2 separate regions of the Pan troglodytes genome follow, and region 2 is linked to region 1. A link is a contact called in public capture Hi-C data. All regions are on one chromosome and are shown on one strand. The core of a region is the stretch at or near the end of the contact, and the rest is flanking DNA. Distances in the headings are between cores, read along the strand shown.

Evidence for each region. Capture Hi-C pulls out chosen DNA fragments and counts their contacts.
Region 2: a capture Hi-C map of stem cell-derived neural stem cells shows a contact between it and region 1, with 6 times the contacts expected there. The contact joins two enhancer-like sites. A contact is called at or near these places in 5 of 7 Hi-C or Micro-C datasets (blood, induced pluripotent stem cells, a lymphoblastoid cell line and 1 more), 1 of 1 datasets of contacts at active chromatin or transcription factors (stem cell-derived excitatory neurons) and 1 of 1 other capture datasets (stem cell-derived neural stem cells).

Annotation. Positions count from the first base shown.
Region 1 is chr10:13,236,480-13,240,220 of NHGRI_mPanTro3-v2.0_pri, forward strand. VWF (von Willebrand factor) reads right to left here. Exons shown (of 52, transcript XM_001160508.8): 11 at 3,378-3,514; 12 at 2,487-2,625; 13 at 1,197-1,297. Among named protein-coding and RNA genes, the nearest start is that of VWF, 61 kb to the right of the region's middle. Within about 2 kb of position 1,287, at least 8 of the 24 cell types and tissues checked have an H3K27ac peak or open chromatin away from gene starts, as enhancers often do. A contact at or near this core is called in stem cell-derived neural stem cells, where this site is marked.
Region 2 is chr10:13,457,263-13,460,781 of NHGRI_mPanTro3-v2.0_pri, forward strand. The region is part of intron 2 of LOC107967418 (a long non-coding RNA gene); the gene reads right to left. Among named protein-coding and RNA genes, the nearest start is that of PLEKHG6, 33 kb to the right of the region's middle. Within about 2 kb of position 1,294, at least 14 of the 24 cell types and tissues checked have an H3K27ac peak or open chromatin away from gene starts, as enhancers often do. A contact at or near this core is called in stem cell-derived neural stem cells, where this site is marked.

The DNA of each region.
Region 1 (3,741 bases), core at 37-2,536:
CTATGAAGACATTATTTGCCTTTTCCCTCCTCATTCTCTTACAAGTATAGAGTGGAATTTTCCAGAGGCCACATGACATGCAATATTGCAAAAGATTGAATGCAGCAGTAGATATGAGAACCCAGCTGTCTCCTATTAAGCCAGCCATTAAAGAAATTTGCAGAAATGTGCAGCAGTGGTATTATTCTTGTTGCTTATTTTTGTTCTGGCAAACAGTTACTTTTCCCCAAAACAGTGATATTTATATTAATGTGTAGTGGGTTTATTATTATAATTTTTGAATGAGTTAATAAATACATATTTTAAATGTCTCTAATTTAATTTCTAATCTGATAAATACCAATAAATATAATCCTCCTACAAGATCTTGAGGTCCTCAATAATTTTTAAGAGTGTAAAGGCATTCAAGACCAAAAAGCGAGAACCACTTTTTGTTCTGATGGGAAAGGCATGAGGCAGAGAACTAATCCTCGCTCTGCCATGACAGGGTTGGTGGGGGTCAGAGTGGGATCAGTCCTCTGATCAGAGGAGTCTATCCTAGCCCTGGAAGTTCTGGAGTGCTGCACCATCCCTCCACTTCCTGTGCCCTGGTTGCCTCATTTATAAAATGGCAGTAATATTTGCACTGTCCACCTGCCAGGGTCATTTCCAGAGAAACAGTGTTGATGGAGGCCCAGTGAAAAGTATGGATTGCTATCCAGTGTGATTCCAGGACCACCAAGAACAAGAGGAAGTGGCCCACACATGCAGAGTCCCAGTGTCCAGGGGAAGAATCTGGTGGTTTCCTGAGCAACCTTTCCCTGGCAGGCTTTCTCTTAGCTGAGAGTGCCAATCTGGCTCTTCCCTTACTGCCCACAGTGGGCACCCAGGGAGACACCCCTGCTCCCGGGCCTTGTTTCAGCCGGGAGATTGGACAGCAAACCTGCTCCCTCCCCAGCCCCACAAGAGCCCACCCCAGTCTAGAGGCCCTTGGGATAGCAGAGCCCAGCAGGAAGAATCCCCAGGGCCAAGAAGGGGCATCCAGAAAACAAACACCAGCCTCATAAACAAGAGAGGCCTGTTTCTCGCTCTGGGGGTGTAGGCCATGAGGAGAAAGGAATTCTTCTCCCACCACACAAAGCCATTCTACCCAGAGCACAAGGGGTACTTTGTAAGGGTTGGGCCGCAGGGAGCCAGTACCCCGTGAGGGGACCTACCTTCACCAGCAGCCTCCCGCGGCCATCCCAGTCCATCTGCAGGTCCTCCCCGTAGCTGAGGCGCACGGAGGCCGTCACTGTATGCTGGATGCGGAGGTCACCTGGAACCCAGCAGGACAGGACTCAGGCAGAGGTGGGGAGAGGACAGTGTGGTGGCAGGCAGATGTATTTGGGAGGAAATGGGGTGTCTCAAAAGGACGGTAGCACGAAGAGCAATGACTTAGGGGCAGACAGGGTGGCCACGAGGTTTAAGGGGGTGTCAGGAGGAAGGGTGATCAAGGTGGACAGAGCGCAAATAGGGTCCCCCAGGAAGAAGCCTCTGCACCCCCGCTATGACCTGCCATTCCCCCTACTGCCACAGGAGGGAGGCAGAGGCTCCTGCATCCTGGGCTGTAGGCAGGTGCCCTGGAGCAGAGGGAGATCTCTTTAGCATTGACACCACGACACCTGAATGTGCCTGGGACACTCTGCCACTGCACACCACCTCATGTCTGAGCGATGCTGTGTACAACACTGAATACAGCAATTGTTGCTTCTGTGGGAAGGTGGCCACAGATAGGAGCATACCCCTTGCCCTGGGGGAACAAACATATCTTATAAGAAGACACACAGCATAACACCCATGGACGTGCTGGGTACCCACTAGCCCAAGTTCATCCGCTGTGTGCAATGCTAGGATAATGGGCGACAAAGTGGCCAGCAGTTGTGGAGAAGAAGGAAGAGTCTGAGAGCCACTTTGAGTGTGAAGTTTGGGAGCTTTACCATGCAAAAGCAGGTTTGCTTTGACAGGCACAGTGCAACCCGGGTGAAGATACTGGACAGGTAGGTTTTTTGCTACCTCTAGACAGGCCAGAGGGTCACCTGGCCTCGCCCCAAGTGGCATCCTCTGGTGTGACATCACCAGCCACCCCCGATCTCTCAGCATCAGCCTCTGCCCCTGTCCCACCTCAGAGCAAACCAGAACCACCTGCCCAAGACTCAACTCGCCCCTTTGGTTCAAGCCAAATAAAAATCCTCTCGGTTCCCTTTTCCCATCTACACTCTGTCCCAGGCCTAGAGCAACCTCTTCATCTATAGGCTTCCTTCTCTAGTCTTCCTCCTCCAGGAAGCCTTCCTTTCTGGGAGGGATGCATGCCAAGCACCCCACCCTGCCCTCCAAAGATAACTCTCCATCACATTCCCATGGAAGACGCATGCAGGTCCTTAAGGACAGTGGCCAGGGCTGAGAAGGAGGGTGCTAAGGGATGGGCTGTGCCAGCCCCAGGCCTGATGGAGCAGGACGAAGCATACCTTTCAGGAGGGGGAGCTGGACGTCCTGGCCATCCATGGCAACTCCTGCCCCATGCTTCAGTTTCACTAGGCTGTTGTGCAGGCCACGCAGCCGGACGGTGACGGAGCGGGTGCACACAGCGTCGCGGTCATCAGCACACTGCCAAGAGGGAACACAGGGTGACTTTGCTGCACCCCCTGCCTATCCAGCTCCCCAGCCCAGGACCCTCTTAATCAGAGAAAGGCCTCAACCCGAGAGCCTCTGGCCTTCTCATAACCTACAACTCCATTCTCCCAGAATACTCCATGTGAATGGGGCCCCCTAGAGTTGTGCAGCAAGAAGGCTTGCTAAGTGCATCCTTGCACACGCCTTTTCCCAGCCTGGCCCAGTCTCTTATAAAGAACCATGGGCCTCTGCTTCATCGTGTTCCTTGGACCTACTGTTCCAAAGAGAATCAAAGACTTTGATCCTCAAGGAAAGCCCTGTGCATTCTCTTCGTCCTCATCTTTGCTTCCATCCCTACAGAAAGGAAGCCACACATGTACCACAGAGTTCAGAACAGAAGACCAGCCCTCTTTGCCCCCACCCCAGCCATCCCCAGCTCCAAACATCAGAGGGTTAGTTATGGGGGCAACAGGCTAGACCCAAGCAGGATGCGTCCACTGGGTGGGGAGCTGAGCCAGCCCTGAGGAGGCATTATTGTCAGGGCAGGATGCCTTCCGCCAGCATCTAGGGAGAGAGGGGATGGGCTGGGTTTCTGGATGAATGAGGAGCTAACTGAAGTCTGGAAGAGACCTCCCTCATGCACAGAAAGCAATGCCCCACGCCTTCCAGGGGCTGCCCATTCAGCCTAGCAGCTATGCAGCACCTTGGGCTACCACCCGACCAGCAGCCGGGCTGGCAAAGCTCACCTGGACAGTCTCAATGACAATGGAGAAGGAGTGGTCCTGGCAATCCCGGGCCAGCAGGTACTGGCAGATCCCACTGAAGGTGAAGTATCTGTTGTCAAAGCTCTTGAAGTGGGATTGACCTGTGACAAGGCACTCCCCTGGAGAGACACAGAGGAAGGGAGAAGAATGGGAGGTGAGGGCACTTCCCCTGGGGTGGCCAAGGTGGAATGCATATGCAAGCAGGGTGCCCTCTCCCCAAAACTGCATGGACGTCCTTTGCCCAAACCAGTCTAAAAACAAGTTCTACGAGAAAATTCGGTTCCTGCTCCTAAAACTGCAAGATGTCAGAGCTGGGTCATTCAGGTCGAGGCCTCATTTTACAGAT
Region 2 (3,519 bases), core at 44-2,543, 220 kb after region 1:
ACAGAGCGAGACTCCATCTCAAACAAAAAAACAAACAAACCAGCAAGGGGAATGGCGGGTGCCAGAGACCAGGTCCTGGGGCCATATGGAGAGCTAACAAGGAGAAAAGAGTGGCAAGTGAGTCTCTTCTGGCCCTTTGGCACCTGGGAACAACCAGAGAGCTTGGTTCTCTGGTGGCAGGAGCAGAGCAAGCAAGGGCAGCAGATTTCCATAAGGAAAGTGGCTCCTCCTCCCACGGCTGGGTTTAACACTTTGCTCTTCAGACACTGTGAAGGGCTGAACCCTTGATAGTAAGTATGTTACCAGACTCCACCAATATCTGAACACGGCCTCTAAAGTTAGGGAGTCGGGGGAACTCCTGCACTATATTTCCTAGCTGTGTGCTCTTGAGAAAGTTATCTCGCTTCTCTGAGCTTCTGTTTCTTCAGCTACCATATGCAGATAAATAATAGCACCTTATGTCCTTGTGTGGTTGTGAAATCAAATGAGATCATTGATGCCTGAGGAGCACTTGGAACAGTACCTGGCACACATAAAGATCAGCTAGTAGGCATAGATATATAAATATCCATATGTGTTTATATAAATATGCATCTATAAATATAATTATATACCTCAAATTATACACATAAAATACAGTTGATCCTTGAACAGCACATGCAAGCATTGGGGCATCAATCCTCAAGCAGTCAAACATAATTTTTTTTTTCAACGACAGCGTTCTCGCTTTTGCCCAGTCTGGTCTTGGACTCGGGTACTCAAGCAATCCCCCAACCTCAGCCTTCTGAGTAGCTGGGACTACAGGCTTCCACACCTGAGTATAGCTTTTGGCTCCCCTAAAATTTAACTACCAATAGCCTACTGTTGACTAGAAGCCTTGCAGATAACATAAACAGTGGGTAAACACGTATTTGATGTTATATGTATTATATATTGTACTCTTACAATAAAGGAAGGTAGAGAAAATATTATTAGGAAAATCATAAGAAAGAGAAAGTGTATTTACTATTCATAAATGGAAGTAGATCAGGCATAAAAGCTGAGGAAGAGGGGGAGGAGGGAGAGGAGGGTTGGTCTTGCTGTCCCAGAGTCAGCAGAAAATTCTCGAATAAACGTACTCTCGCAGTTGAACGCCCTGTTGCTCAGGGTCACCTGTATCTGTAAAATGTAATCTTAGTGGAGCGCTGACTATACGCCAGGCACTATTTTAGGCACTTTGCATGCACCTTGTGAGTGGGAGGCCCAGCAGGGCTGACTTGTGAGTTCTGGGACTTTTGGAGAGTCCCTGCGTCCGTCCGTGGGCGGGATCTCCAAGGTGAGGCCGGTGGCCCAGGTTTGGCAAGTTTTCTGCAGCTTTAACACACTCGGCTTCTGAGCCAGATCCTGTCAGGACACCTTCTTCAACCTGCCAAGCGGGGACCCACCCAGGAGTTCCTATTTTTTCCTGATTTGCTCTGAGAAGAGGCCGAAACACCGGGGCACACCCAAGAACGGAGCGGGCTTTCTCCCCATGCGTTAGCCAGGGGGCACGTTTCCCCCGCGGCGGCCGCCCATGGCCGGGCCTTGGCAGAGCTGTCCCTCGAATCCGGGCCGAGCCGGGGCCGGCCCCGAAACCCGCTCTGGGAGGGAAGCCACGCCCGGCCCCAGGAAAGGAGCGACGGGAGGGTCCGCGGGAACGGCCCGGCCCAGGCCCGCAGGCCCTGCCCTGTGTTCCCGGGAGGCGCGGTCTCCTGGCGGCAGGGGAGTCCCGGGAGGGCGCAGGGCGGCGCAGAGCCAGGGATCCCCGAGGGTCAGGGCGAGCCGGCGGCCAGGGCGCGGCCGGGCGGGGAAGCCAGGGGCGGAGGGGGCGCGGTAAGCCCACGGAGGGCTGACTCATCCTCGCGCCGCCCTGACTCACCCGCTGCCGCCCTGGCAGTCCCGTCCTGCCGCGCCCCCTCGCGGCCACGCGCGGAAGCGCAGCCGGGGTGCCCCGCCCCGCCCCGTCCGCGCCCTCCTCGGAGCGCCGAGCTGGCTTTGAGCTCTGGCGAGAAAGCGCCAATCGGCGGCAACCCGGGAATCCAAGGACATATGGGGTGCATTGGAGTATTTTTCCATTTTCTTGTAGATAATGAGGTCTCGCTCTGTCGCCCAGGCTGGAGCGCAGTGGCGCGATGTCGGCTTACTGCAACCTCCACGTCCCAGGCTCAAGCGATCCTCCCGCCTCTGCCTCCTGGGTAGCTGGGACCACAGGGGCGCGCCGCCACACCCGACTAATTGTTTCGTTTTTTGTAGAGGCCGGGTATTGCGGTGTTGTCCAGGCTGGTCTGGAACTTCTGGCCTCAGCCCATCCTTCGGTCTCGGCTCCCAAAGCGCTGGGATTATAGGCATGAGCCACTGCCCCCGCGCCCACTTCTGCTTCTAAAAAATGAGTTTCAGGGCCCTCTCCTGGTACCCCAAGCCAAGGCCAAGTGGGAACTGGAAGCTGGAACAGCCCAACTACCCACCCAGCCTGCAGAGGAGAGACCAGAAATAGCCCTTAGCTTCCAGGGAGATGGCAAGTGACCTGATCCTGCGCCTGGTCGGCAGGCCCTTGAGAGCAGTGGCCTCCTCTGTCTTGCTCTCCACCCGATCCTGACTTGTAAGCCCCGTTTGCCCGCATAGTCCCACAATAGAAATGTACGAAATGAATGGATGGATGAGGGGCTCTGGAGTGCAAGGGAGAAGGAAGCAGGCAGAAAAGCCTTCCTCATCGGGGGGCTTCCTCCTCCACCGTCATCCCCAAGGGACTAAGGTCCTGAATGTGAGTGCCCAGCAGATCCATGCCTGGCCCCAGCACCCTGACTCACAGCCCTCTGCCTGGGACAGTTACCCATTTCTCCTTCCCGGTGGAGCTGGGTCCTGAGATGGTGGCGAATTCACTGGCGTTGAACAGAGACTGGACTAACGAGGGTGACCAGCACTTACCCGGTGCCACCTACCATTGTGCTGAGCCTTTGCGCATAGTTTTGTATTTAATACACCTACCGTGGGCGGGAGAGGGCTGCTATTGTTGTGCCCATACTAGGAGAAGGGAGTGAAGACTTAAGGAATGGCATAAGGATCATTTGCATAGCTCTTAGTTATTTGAGCAACACATTCATTTAATTCCACAGCAATGTGGGGAATGAGGGACTCTCCCCTGCTTTCCAGGTCAGCAACAGGAAAAACAAATGATTTGCTCAAGGCCACACAGCCCCAGTCCTCAAACACCAAGTTCTGGCCTTTTTCCATTTCCCGCCACTGCCACTCCACCTTTCCCCACCCCTAGGCAGCAAGAGTGACTCACTCTCTGAATTCACTCCACATCCCAATTCCAGCACCCATGAGTAACTCTCCTTTTGGATAGCTTTGCACCAAGAACAAACCTAAACAAACCCTCTGCTGGGAAGTGAACTCCTCCTTCTGTTTTGTTCCTGCTGTGTCTCCAGTTCCTAGAATGGCCAGCTCCTGGGGCTCAATAGGTTTGTTGAGTGAACGAAACCTAGACCAAAGGACGCCAGG